Linked DNA regions of Macaca mulatta: region 1 is linked to region 2. The links are chromatin contacts, called in public Hi-C maps. All regions are on one chromosome and are shown on one strand. The core of a region is the stretch at or near the end of the contact, and the rest is flanking DNA. Distances in the headings are between cores, read along the strand shown.

Region 1 (5,660 bases), core at 2,012-4,511, 140 kb before region 2:
ACAGTGAAGGTCATGAGAAGCCTGAGCTGCCTGGGCACCATAGTGAAGGTTATGGGATAAGCCCGTGTCTAGGCAAACCTAGATAACGGACATCTGGGTTGCATAGCAACGGTTATGTGTAATCCTGAGTTATAAACCTGTTACAACAATTTGATTAACTGTCTTTGTCCTGCCTCTGTATCCCTGCTTTCACGCCACTGTAAGTTTGCTTCAAGCTAGCCCACCCCCTTTTGTGAAGTGTGTATAAAAGTCAAGTGCTGTCTTTGTTCTAGGCCGTCTTTGGACGTGAGTCTGCTTGGGCCTGAGTGCACTCAATGAAAGATTCTCTTGCTTTAAGCGGAAGACTCTCTCCCGTCCTCCTCAATCCTGAAACAGTGGCTCACCCCCGTAATCCCAGCACTTTGGGAGGCTGAGGCAGGCAGATCACGTGAGGTCAGGAGTTCGAGACCAGCCTGGTCAACATAGCGAAACCCCGTCTCTACTAAAAAAAAAAAAAAAAAATTAGCTGGGTGTAGTGGCGTGTGCCTGTAATCCCAGCTACTCAGGAGGCTGAGGCAGAATCGCTTGAACCCGGGAGGTGCAGGTTGCAGTGAGCCAAGACTCTGCCACTGTACTCCAGCCTGGGAGACAGAGCAAGACTCTGTTTCAAAGAAAAAAAAAAAAAGGTCTGATTCAAGCCACAGAGGGATCTATCCTGGCTCTGACCCATCCCCCTGCATTGAGACTACAATGTACGCATCTGGAAAAGGAGAACGGGGTAAATAGAAAAAGAGAGGACATAAAGGGGACAATCACACAGGAAGTACAAGGTGGCTGCTGGAGCTCAGCCAGGCCTCCCTGAATGGGAAGTTTTTCCTACTTCTAAACTGGTTGGCAACATTGCTGAGCACACAGAAGCCACAAAAGTGACTTCTGACAAAAACACAATCACCTTCAAAGTCCTTTAAATCGCTTCATGTATGAGATGTTTCCTGCAGCTCAAACCCAAGCCATCCCTCATTCACGGCCCCTCACAGGAACCCCAACCCACCCTAAGTGGGGGAAAAGCTCACTTAATGCCATCGAGCCAGGTGACAAACTCATAGGCGCTGCTGGTGGGAGCGTGACATTGTACATAGGACTCGGGAGCGCAGTCCACTGTGTTGAACACCACGAGGCTGTACTGGGTCCCTCCATACTGGGAGGGGAGAACAGAAAAACTTTTTTTTTATTTTTTATTTTTTTTTTTTGAGACGGAGTCTCGCTCTGCCGCCCAGGCTGGAGCGCAGTGGCCGGATCTCAGCTCACTGCAAGCTCCGCCTCCCGGGTTCACGCCATTCTCCTGCCTCAGCCTCCCGAGTAGCTGGGACCACAGGCGCCCACCACCTCGCCCGGCTAGTTTTTTGTATTTTTTAGTAGAGACGGGGTTTCACCGTGTTAGCCAGGATGGTCTCGATCTCCCGACCTCGTGATCCGCCCGTCTCGGCCTCCCAAAGTGCTGGGATTACAGGCTTGAGCCACCACGCCCGGCCCAGAAAAACTTTTAATCTGGGATCTCCATTCTCTTTTCCCTCAGAGAAGGAATCAGGGCTCCCAGCTTCCTGTTCCTCCAGAACCAGGAACTCCTCAACTTCCTCCTTCCTCAGACCCAGGAATCTCAGCCCCATCCCCTCCTCCCTCAGACCCAGGAGTCCAGACCCCTGTCCCTCCTCCCTCAGACCCAGGAGTCCAGACCCCGAACTCCTCCTCCCTCAGACCCAGGAGTCCAGGCCCCTCCTCCTCCCTCAGACCCAGGAGTCCAGACCCCGAACCCCTCCTCCCTCAGACCCAGTAGTCCAGACCCCTCCTCCTCCCTCAGACCCAGGAGTCCAGGCCCCTCCTCCTCCCTCAGACCCAGGAGTCCAGACCCCGAACCCCTCCTCCCTCAGACCCAGGAGTCCAGGCCCCCAGCCCCTCCTCCCTCAGACCCAGGAGTCCAGACCCCGAACCCCTCCTCCCTCAGACCCAGGAGTCCAGGCCCCCAGCCCCTCCTCCCTCAGACCCAGGAGTCCAGGCCCCCAGCCCCTCCTCCCTCAGACCCAGGAGTCCAGACCCCGAACCCCTCCTCCCTCAGACCCAGTAGTCCAGACCCCGAACTCCTCCTCCCTCAGACCCAGGAGTCCAGGCCCCCAGCCCCTCCTCCCTCAGACCCAGGAGTCCAGACCCCCAGTCCCCTCCTCCCTCAGACCCAGGAGTCCAGGCCCCCAGCCCCTCCTCCCTCAGACCCAGGAGTCCAGACCCCGAACCCCTCCTCCCTCAGACCCAGTAGTCCAGACCCCGAACTCCTCCTCCCTCAGACCCAGGAGTCCAGACCCCGAACTCCTCCTCCCTCAGACCCAGTAGTCCAGACCCCGAACTCCTCCTCCCTCAGACCCAGGAGTCCAGACCCCGAACTCCTCCTCCCTCAGACCCAGGAGTCCAGACCCCGAACTCCTCCTCCCTCAGACCCAGTAGTCCAGACCCCGAACTCCTCCTCCCTCAGACCCAGGAGTCCAGACCCCGAACTCCTCCTCCCTCAGACCCAGGAGTCCAGGCCCCCAGCCCCTCCTCCCTCAGACCCAGGAGTCCCAAGACTCACGTCTCCCCCGAAGTCCGTCTCAGCAGGAGGACCACCATTAAAATACCTGTGAGGGTCGGAGGTGAAAGGTCGGAGTCAGGCAAGAAGCTGTGGAAACTGAAATGGGAGGGCGGGATTAGAGCCGCGGAAACGGCACTCACTCGATGGCCGGCAGCAGGTAGTGCTTGCGGAGTCCCTCGAAGTAGGGTCCCAGGTTGGCCGTACCCTCAATCACAAACACCACGTCGGCCACCAGGCCCCCGGCGCGGGCCGGGCCCTCGGACCCGGGGACCATACCCCGTGCGGTAGCCGCCACCGCCACAGCCGCCGCAGCCGACACCGCGGAATGAGCGGAAATGCGCCTGCGCTGCGCGCGCACCCGCGCCGGGCGGTTTAGGGACGCTGGGAATGCGGCCATGTTTGTGCGGGGCACGCGCTGAGGCTTCGTTCTAGCTCCATCCTCCTTCGCCTCCACCGCGTGGAAAACTCAGAAAGGGCATAGTTAGCCCTTTTAGGGGCCTGATGGGTTCGACGGAATTCTTGTCAGGATTCTCAAGAGCGAAATAAATTGAAAGCGGCTCAGTCAGCCGCCATCTTTGAGCGGGGCGTCTGGGTCCGCCTCTTGTCTCAAAGGGAGGGGCGGGAGACCTGGTTGCTATGCAACGCGTACGCTGCCCTTGTTTTCGTTTTTGTGTTTTGTTTCCTTTGTTTTCGAAAGGGGAGTCTCGCCCTGTCGCCCAGGCTGAAGTGCAGTGGCGCGATCTCGGCTCACTACAACCTCCGCCTCCCGGGTTCAAGCGATTCTCCTGCCTCAGCCTTCCGAGTAGCTGGGATTACAGGTGCCCGCCACCAGGCTCCGCTAATTTTTGTATTTTTAGTAGAGAAAGGGTTTCACCATGTGGGCCAGGCTGTTCTCGAACTCCTGACCTCAAGTGATTCGCCCGCCTTGGATTCCCAAAGTGCTAAGATTACAGTCCTGAGCCACAGCGCCGGGACCTCTGCCCTTGTTTTCTAACCGTTAGATTAAGTTTCTGATTCTGTTCTTTTGGGCGGGCGGACTGGGGGAGGGAGGCGAGAAGGATCCAATCACATCGGCGGAAACGAGGTTACTAGGCAACGCTTTAAGGTCGTCCTCAACTTGGAAGGGAGGGCAGTTGTTTTCCCCCTGAAAAGAAGCCGAATACCAACCCAAGTGTGGGTTGCTTAGCAACACCTGAGCGTTGTTTTCCGGGAGAGGAGCCAGAAACTGGCCTAGAACATAAATACATTCCAGGTAGATTAAAAATGTAAGTGCGACAAATGAAACTCGAAAACTATCTGAAGGAAAAAAATCTTAATGACTGCCATTGAGTTTCTTAGCACTACAGCAAAGTCAGAAAACGTAGTCTTTATTAATTTTTCCCAAAAGACTGCATAAACCAAGTTGAAAAATACACTACCAACTGGAATAATCTAACGTGTTTGTTGACAGAAATGTGCTACACAAATCTTATTGATGAATAATATAGAAAAATAGAAACACTGCATTACTATTATCTTTTTAATTTTAATTTTTATTTTTTGAGACAAGGTCTCTTTCTGTTGTGCAGGTTGGAGTGCAGTGGCCCAATCTTGGCTCACGGCAGCCTCTAGTGCTCGCACTGGAGCCACTCTTCTGCCTGTAGAGCAGCTGGGACCACAGCCGCGCACCACCACTCCCAGCTAATTTTTAATTTTTTTTTTTTTTTTTTTTTGAGACGTTGTATCGCTCTATCTCCCAGGCTGGAGTGCAGTGGCGCAATCTCGGCTCACTGCAAGCTCCGCCTCCCGGGTTCACGCCATTCTCCTGCCTCAGCCTCCCGTGTACGTGGGACTACAGGCGCCCACCACCACGCCTGGCTTGTTTTTTGTTTTTGTATTTTTAGTAGAGATGGCGTTTCACCGTGTTAGCCAGGATGGTCTCGATCTCCTGACCTCGTGATCCGCCGGCCTCGGCCTCCCAAAGTGCTGGGATTACAGGCATGAGTCACCGCGCCCGGCCTAATTTTTAAATTTTTTGTAGAGATGGGGTCTCACTATGTTGCCCTGGCATGTCTCAAACTCCTGGGCTGAAGCAATCCCAGGTGTTAGCCACTGTGCCCTGCCACTTTATATTTACTTTAATAGAAAGAAACCTGACCCGGACCGGATGCCGTGGCTCACGCCTGTAATCCCAGCACTTTGGGAGGCCGAGGCGGGCAGATCACGAGGTCAGGAGATCGAGACCATCCTGGCTAACACGGTGAAACCCCGTCTCTATTAAGAAATACAAAAAACTAGCCGGGCGAGGTGGCGGGCGCCTGTAGTCCCAGCTACTCGGGAGGCTGAGGCCGGAGAATGGCGTAAACCCGGGAGGCGGAGCTTGCAGTGAGCTGAGATCCGGCCACTGCACTCCAGCCTGGGTGACAGAGCGAGACTCCGTCTCAAAAAAAAAAAAAAAAAAAAAAGAAAAAATTAGGGAAGGGATATTTTCACATTTTACATAGTATGCTACCATGTATAAATTCATTACAGAAATGATGTTATTTTTATTATTCTGGACGACAAAGGATTTCCTTGTTTTCTTTTTTCCAATAATAAAAACAACCTTTTTTTTTTTTGGTGGTTACTAGGCAACGATCGCTGGACTCAACCACCCTCGAATGTTGGGGGGAGACGGTGTTTTTCTCGATTTCGCCCCAAGGAGGTGCTCGGACTTCGACGTGCCACCATCTTTGAGCAGGGCACAGCTGTTTACAGCTTTGGAATGGAAATCTGGCTGAATGGTGGTTGCTTGGCAACACCCAGCCACGGTCGCCGCCTTTGAGTAGGGCACGTTGTTTACTACTATAACCTAGAGGGAATGTGGTTGCTAGGCAACGCTTTGGGACCGTCGCAATCTTTGATCGGGGCACAACTGTTTTTCCCGTTTAGAGTGTAAATCATCAAAGCCTACAGGATGGTGGCTAGGCAAGGCCTTGGCGCAGTCATCATCTTCAATCCGGCCTCTGGGTTCTCCTTACCTCCTCCGAGAAACAAGAAAGGTTTGCCAATTCAATTAGCCGCCATCTTTGTTAGGGGTACCATG
Region 2 (5,805 bases), core at 521-3,020:
ATAAATTCATCTGCTCTGAGGTGGCCCAGCGTCCCCTCCCCCTGCCCGGGCTGGAGAGGATGGGGAAGGAAGCACCCACTGCGCATGCCTCGCAGCCTGGGATGCTGAGACTGTGAGCGGAGGCGAGCGTCGAGGACAAGTGATGGAGAGGCTTGCACGCCCAACCCTAGACACAGGACTCCAGCCCCCTCAGGAGCCCGAGCCCCTGGGGTCCAATACTTACCACGTTGAATCAGGGGTCCGCTGATCGGATCCTGGGGTCCAAACCCGAGTCCACCCCCGCCCCCGGATTTTGAGCGCCGGCCCCAAATCTCCGGCTTGCGTATGTCCAATCCCAGTGCAAGGAGTCCACCACCGGGTCGACGGGCCTTTGGAGTCCTGCCCACTCCCAGATCACCGTCACCCAGAAACCCCGATTCCTGTCTCTAGTGTCCCTAGCCGGGTATTCAGGTCCCGGGTTTTATCCCCGCCTCCTTCCAATCCCCGCGTTCTATCCCCGCCCCCTTAGAGCCACGGCGTCCAATCCCCTCCATCCGTTCGATCCCCAGTCCTCTGTCTCCTTTTACCCGGCCAGATTCTCCACCATTTGGCCGCTCGCATTCTGCGCAGCTGTTCGGAACTCGGGTTTCTGGGCTCCTCACTCGGCGCATTGTCTCTTAATCTGTCTCTTCGAGGAACAAGGCTCACCTGGGAGGCCACAGCCCACCCCTAAGTGCATTGTAACGTCAGGCGCGTAGGGTGCCGGAGCAAATCTCAGCCCTTTCACGCCAGGGAGGGAGGAGGGATGTTTGGCGGTAAGGAGGGCCCACCAAAACCACCCACGGAAGGTGCATGGATTGAGTTGGCAAGAAGGAGGCGCTACAGCGGGTTGGATTCAAGGTAGACAGTGGGACTTCCGTGAGGGAGAAGCAGCATGGATAACGGAGAAGGGTGTATTAGAGACCCAGCCCCGACTGAGAGGTCGAAATAGGTAAAGGGAAGCAGAGACTGAAACACGGAACTCTCGTTTATTCGGCTTTGGGCGTCAGTGTTCTTCGTCCAGCCTGGTCCCTTGTGCTCCTGGGTCCAAGCTAGTCACAGCCCGGGGAGGGACTGGGGAAGGCGGTTTCAGGGGCTGGAGTTAGGGGAGAAGACACGTGGGGTAGAAGCTCCAATATACAGATAGGCAAACTGAAGCCGAGGAGGGGACGAGCCGTGCCGGAGGTCACCCAGCGAGCTGGGCACTGCGCTGGCCCCCTCGCTGCAGGCCGGAGTCCTGGGAACCGAGCCGGGCTTCCGCCTCGCGCCACCGGCGGCGCCCATAGCTGTAGGGGTTCTGGGGCTCGCGGCTGGCCTTCCCTGAGGGCTCCTTGGTGGAGGCAGAGCGAATCCATTGTATGATCTCCGCCAGGCGGTGGGTCCGGCATACGCCCAGGTAACAGACGTGCCCGCGGTGCTGGGGGACCTGGTGCTGGCCTCGCCTGGAGAGGGAGCGTGGGAGAAAACCGGGTTCAAACCGAATTGAGAAATGGGGCGTGATGGAGGTGGGCACCCAAGCACTCCAAGACCAGCGGGGAGCGCTTACAGATCACCCGGCCGTTCCGCGGCCGGGAGGGGGCGCGCGCCCTTTACGGTCTCCTTCCTGCCCCGTCCCTGCTGCCACCGAGGTTTCTCACCTGGCTGCAGTATCCGGGTCCCCTGGGCGGAGAAGGCGAGGAGCAACAGCAGGATGAGGATGTGGGCAGGGCGGGTCAGGATCCGTGGCCTGGAGTTGCAGCCACACGACCCCATTCCGGCGCCGGGCTGATCGCCTCTGGGTGCGGCTCTGGAGCCAGGAGCCAGGGCCAGTCCCCACTTCCCAGGCGGGGAACACTGAGGCCAAAAGTCTGTGGGAAAAGGCCGCACCACACCAGAGGGGCAGGATTCGAACCCGGGTCCCGCTTCACGCACCGCGGCTCCAGAGCCCTCACTAGGGGTGGTCACACCAGCGCTGTCTATCCCCCTGGGAGGTCTGTGGAGACTCACCCACCTTAAAGCATGGGGAAGTGGGGCGGGGCCGATGACACCCACAGGTAGAGCTAAGCAGCGGGATTCCACGAAAAGGGGTGGAGGCAGGGAAGCGCTGGCTCCGGTTGTAGATGTGACCTCACCCTCACCCCGTAGTCGTCCGGAAGCTGTTTAGAGACCCTGGAACCTCGGGGGGCCAGGCAATGCAGGACGAGTGCGCATGGGGCCCCCTGGAGGGTGTGGATCGAGGGAGACCACAAACACGCCAAGAAGCGCCCCTCCGTTAGAAAACAAGGCCAAGGTGTCAGGCACCCGCCAGTGAGGGCTCCAGATGCACTGAAGCAGGTGTAGCCAGGGCTGTGTCAATGTGGAGGTCCAGTGCACAGTGTTGTGGGGACCCAGGACCCCATGGCCAGGCTCTGAGGGTAGAAGGGTGGGTGCAGACTCCATGGCTGCAGCAGAGGCAGAGGGGCCTCGTCTTGGCCTCTGTAAGATGGGTAGGCCCTGCCACCTTTGAGCTGCAACTCCCACTGACCTCCATGGAGGGCAAGTCCCCAGCCCTAAGCCCCAAGCCATGCTAGGGGAGGAAGCAGGGCCACACCCCCACAAGAAATTCTATCCTCCCCAACATACACCCCCAACCCACTCAGTGTCCCCAGCTGCAGAGGGCTGGGCACAGTTGGGCCTTGGAGGGACCCAAACAGGAAAAAACAGCCAGAGAGGTACAATGTGAGTGTTGGGGGAAGGTGGGGAGACTGTTCTGGGAAACTTGAGGGCTGGCTGTGCTGGAACGCCAACCCCATCCCCCACCAGGCAGGAGGACACAGGGGCACTGCAGAGGGGAGGGGCGCAGACCCAGGAGGGGATGAAGAGTGGGACAAAGACCCTGAGAGACAGCTGTGGATGGGAGGGAGCCTGAGAGAGCCGTGGAGGGGAGGGAGCCGGAGGGAGCCTGAGACAGCCGAGGAGGGGACAGACCCTGAGAGAGAGCCGTGGAAGGGAGCCAGAGGCCTAGCGACAGGGGAGGGGAGATGCAGATCCACAGAATGGCAGCCACCAGCAGGCTCCAAGGCCGGTCCCCCCACTGCTCAGGCTGGCACCTCAGCACCTGCGAAGGAAACCCCAAACCTCCTTTGCCCCCAGGAAATGGAACCAGACCCCAGCTGAGGATTTATTGGCGTAAATGCAACCATATAAAAACATAAGTTATGAAAAACACAGTCACGATGTGCCCTCCCCATCCCCCCAGCCCAGGCCCCTAAAACCCCCTTCTGTGGGAAGAAGGGAGAGGAAGGGGGAGCCCCGAAACCGCCTAGGAACGCTCAGCCCCTGGGCCCGTGCAGGGCGGGAGAGCCGGGCCTCAGCGCATCCGGTAGTCAGTGGAGCAGGACAGCTCGCACAGCTGGCCCTTGAAGTCCAGGTCGATGGTGAAGTCCAGGTCCCGCTGTGGGGAGAGGGCGGGCATGAGGGCGGAACCCACCAGGAGGTGGTGGCAGGGGGGTGCAGGCAGGCCATGCGCTGGGCTCCAGCTTCCTGCCCATCTCCACACTGCAGACCCCAACTGCTGGTCCCACCCTAGCAGCTGTCCTGACCCTGTCAAGGGACAGCGCCACGTGGACACCCTCAAGCCCACTAGGTTCACTCAGGAGCAGAGCCTGGCTGCTATCCCTTGCCCTTGGATTTCTCCATCAAGACGTTCCCTATCAGCAACGCAGTGATTGCTTCTTTCATAAATCAGAAAACCTCTCCCAAGCCCACTTCTGCTCAGGCAAACATTCCAGTGAAACGCAGTGGTCCAGCCTCTGTCTCCACTTCTCCTCCCAGGCTTCCGGAAGACCCCCCATACCCTCCAGCACAGGAAGAGGGGATCAAGTTGCCAACAGCCCCGAGGACTCCTCCTCCCTCTCCAGTATCTGTTTCCCAGCTAGCGCCGTGGCCCCAGGGGCTACAGGAGTCTTTGCAGGGGGTGGTCCTGTGGTTGTAGGACGTTTACCAGCCCCTGGCCCCTACATACCAGATGCCAGGAGCACCCCTTCTCCAGAGTGACAACCACAAATGTTTCCACAGATGGTGACGAACGTCCTCTGTCGGGGGTGGGGGGCACTGAAACTGCCCAGCTGACAACTGCTGCTGTCACGGGCTCGAGGGCGTCCCGGGGCCCACATTCCATGACTGCCCTGAGTGCCACCCACCCTCGCACCCATGGGCCGGGACTCACTCTTCCAGCCCACACCACTCCCGGTGACTCCAGGCTCCCGGCCTTCCATCCTCCTGCCTGCTCAAACCCGCCACACTGGACCTCTCTGCCCAGACCCTCTCTCCCAGAAGCCCCCCCCAGCTCCCCTGGAAACCCCCTGATCTCAGGTGATGGCAGCTCCTACCAGGTGCTCAGGAGGAAAAAGGGGGAGTGGAAAACAAAAAGCTGCCTTTCTCCTCCTCTCATGCCTCCCACCTGGGCTAGCAAACCCTGTGCGCTCTACCGGGGCCGCCTCTTGCCCTGGAGGTCACCCACGCCAACACCTGTCTGCCCTGCTCCCAGCCTGACAGACGTCACCTCCCACTGGCATCACCATGTCACTGATCCCCTTGTGTAGACTGGAAGCACCAGGAGGACAGGGCTTTGGCCTGGGTCCCCAGGCCCATCTTCCAGTAAATGCTAAGAAATCTGCTGTGTAGACAGGCGTGGGGCTGAGGGGCTCAGGGACCCGGGAACAGGCAGAGGCACTCGCCCCTGCCAGCTGCCCCCATCCGCCCCAGCTACCCCCATCCCCTACGCTGCCACCATTCCCCCCTACCACTGCCCCTATCCATGCTCCCCACCCCGGCTGCCACCCTCCTGCCCAGCTGCCCAGAGCCTCACGTTGTTCTTGGCATTGGGCCGCATGCCGATGGTGCCGAAGATCTCCTCGCCCGTCTTCACGGTCAGGTAGTCCTCCATGTAGAACACTGTCTGCTTCCAGTGCGTGTACGGGGACTCAGGGCCTGGGGGCGCAGGCGGGTCAGCTGGCCTTGGCCTGCTGCCCTGGCCCCAGTCTTGTGTTCCCTCTGTTGGAATGTCCACCCCCCTGACAGCTGACGGGACTGCTGTCCGTGAGTCACCTCCCTGTCATTCAGCTTTGGAGACAGGGACCGTGTCAGGCTTTTGTGGATGAGGAAACTGAGGCACTGCACACTCAGGTCACTTGCCCAAGGCCATGTGACTGCTACATGGCAGAGCTCACGCTGGAACACACATGTCCCCATGGCTCCCTCTGCCCGTTTCTTTTTTTTTTTTTTTTTTTGAGACGGAGTCTCGCTGTGTCTCCCAGGCTGGAGTGCAGTGGCGTGATCTCGGCTCACTGCAAGCTCCGCCTCCCAGGTTCACGCCATTCTGCCGCCTCAGCCTCCCAAGTAGCTGAGACTACAGGCGCCCGCCACCATGCCCGGCTAGTTTTTTGTATTTTTAGTAGAGACGGGGTTTCACCATGTTAGCCAGGATAGTCTCGATCTCCTGACCTCGTGATCCACCCGCCTCGGCCTCCCAAAGTGCTGGGATTACAGGCTTGAGCCACCGTGCCCGGCCCCTCTGCCCGTTTCTGTCACCCCCTCCACTATGTGGGTGCCCCTCGGCCCTGGCTCAGGAGCAGCCCCCAGCCCTGCGGGCCCCGCCTCACTGGTGGAGAAGCCCGTCCTCTTGTGGCAGCGCGTGAACTCGATGTTGAAGTAGGCCACCAGGGCGTGCACGTAGTCATTCCGCTTCACTTGCAGGCAGAACGGGGAGGTGAACGTCAGGTCTTCCACCTTGACGGTGTAGATGTCCACCTCCTGCAGGACAGGAGA

Evidence for each region. A called contact is a pair of places that touch in the nucleus more often than the background predicts.
Region 1: a contact with region 2 is called in a Hi-C map of fetal cortex germinal zone, with 2.0 times the contacts expected there. The contact joins the promoter of FUZ here to the promoter of ADM5 in region 2. A contact is called at or near these places in 2 of 14 Hi-C or Micro-C datasets (fetal cortex germinal zone and fetal cortical plate).

What each region holds. Positions count from the first base shown.
Region 1 is chr19:62,280,957-62,286,616 of T2T-MMU8v2.0, reverse strand. FUZ (fuzzy planar cell polarity protein) reads left to right here and starts at 3,261. Exons shown (of 12, transcript XM_077981024.1): 1 at 3,261-3,861; 2 at 5,507-5,616. It overlaps MED25 (mediator complex subunit 25), which reads right to left and starts at 2,923. Exons shown (of 18, transcript XM_077980863.1): 1 at 2,801-2,923; 2 at 2,597-2,683; 3 at 1,053-1,177.
Region 2 is chr19:62,141,089-62,146,893 of T2T-MMU8v2.0, reverse strand. It overlaps ADM5 (adrenomedullin 5 (putative)), which reads right to left and starts at 1,770. Exons shown (of 4, transcript XM_015124606.3): 1 at 1,674-1,770; 2 at 1,656-1,671; 3 at 1,364-1,460; 4 at 989-1,361. The coding sequence starts at 1,770. The coding sequence ends at 1,071. CPT1C (carnitine palmitoyltransferase 1C) reads right to left here and starts at 731. Exons shown (of 19, transcript XM_077980870.1): 1 at 567-731. The coding sequence starts at 600. It overlaps PRMT1 (protein arginine methyltransferase 1), which reads right to left. Exons shown (of 9, transcript XM_077981014.1): 7 at 5,640-5,790; 8 at 4,847-4,968; 9 at 3,145-3,430. The coding sequence ends at 3,347.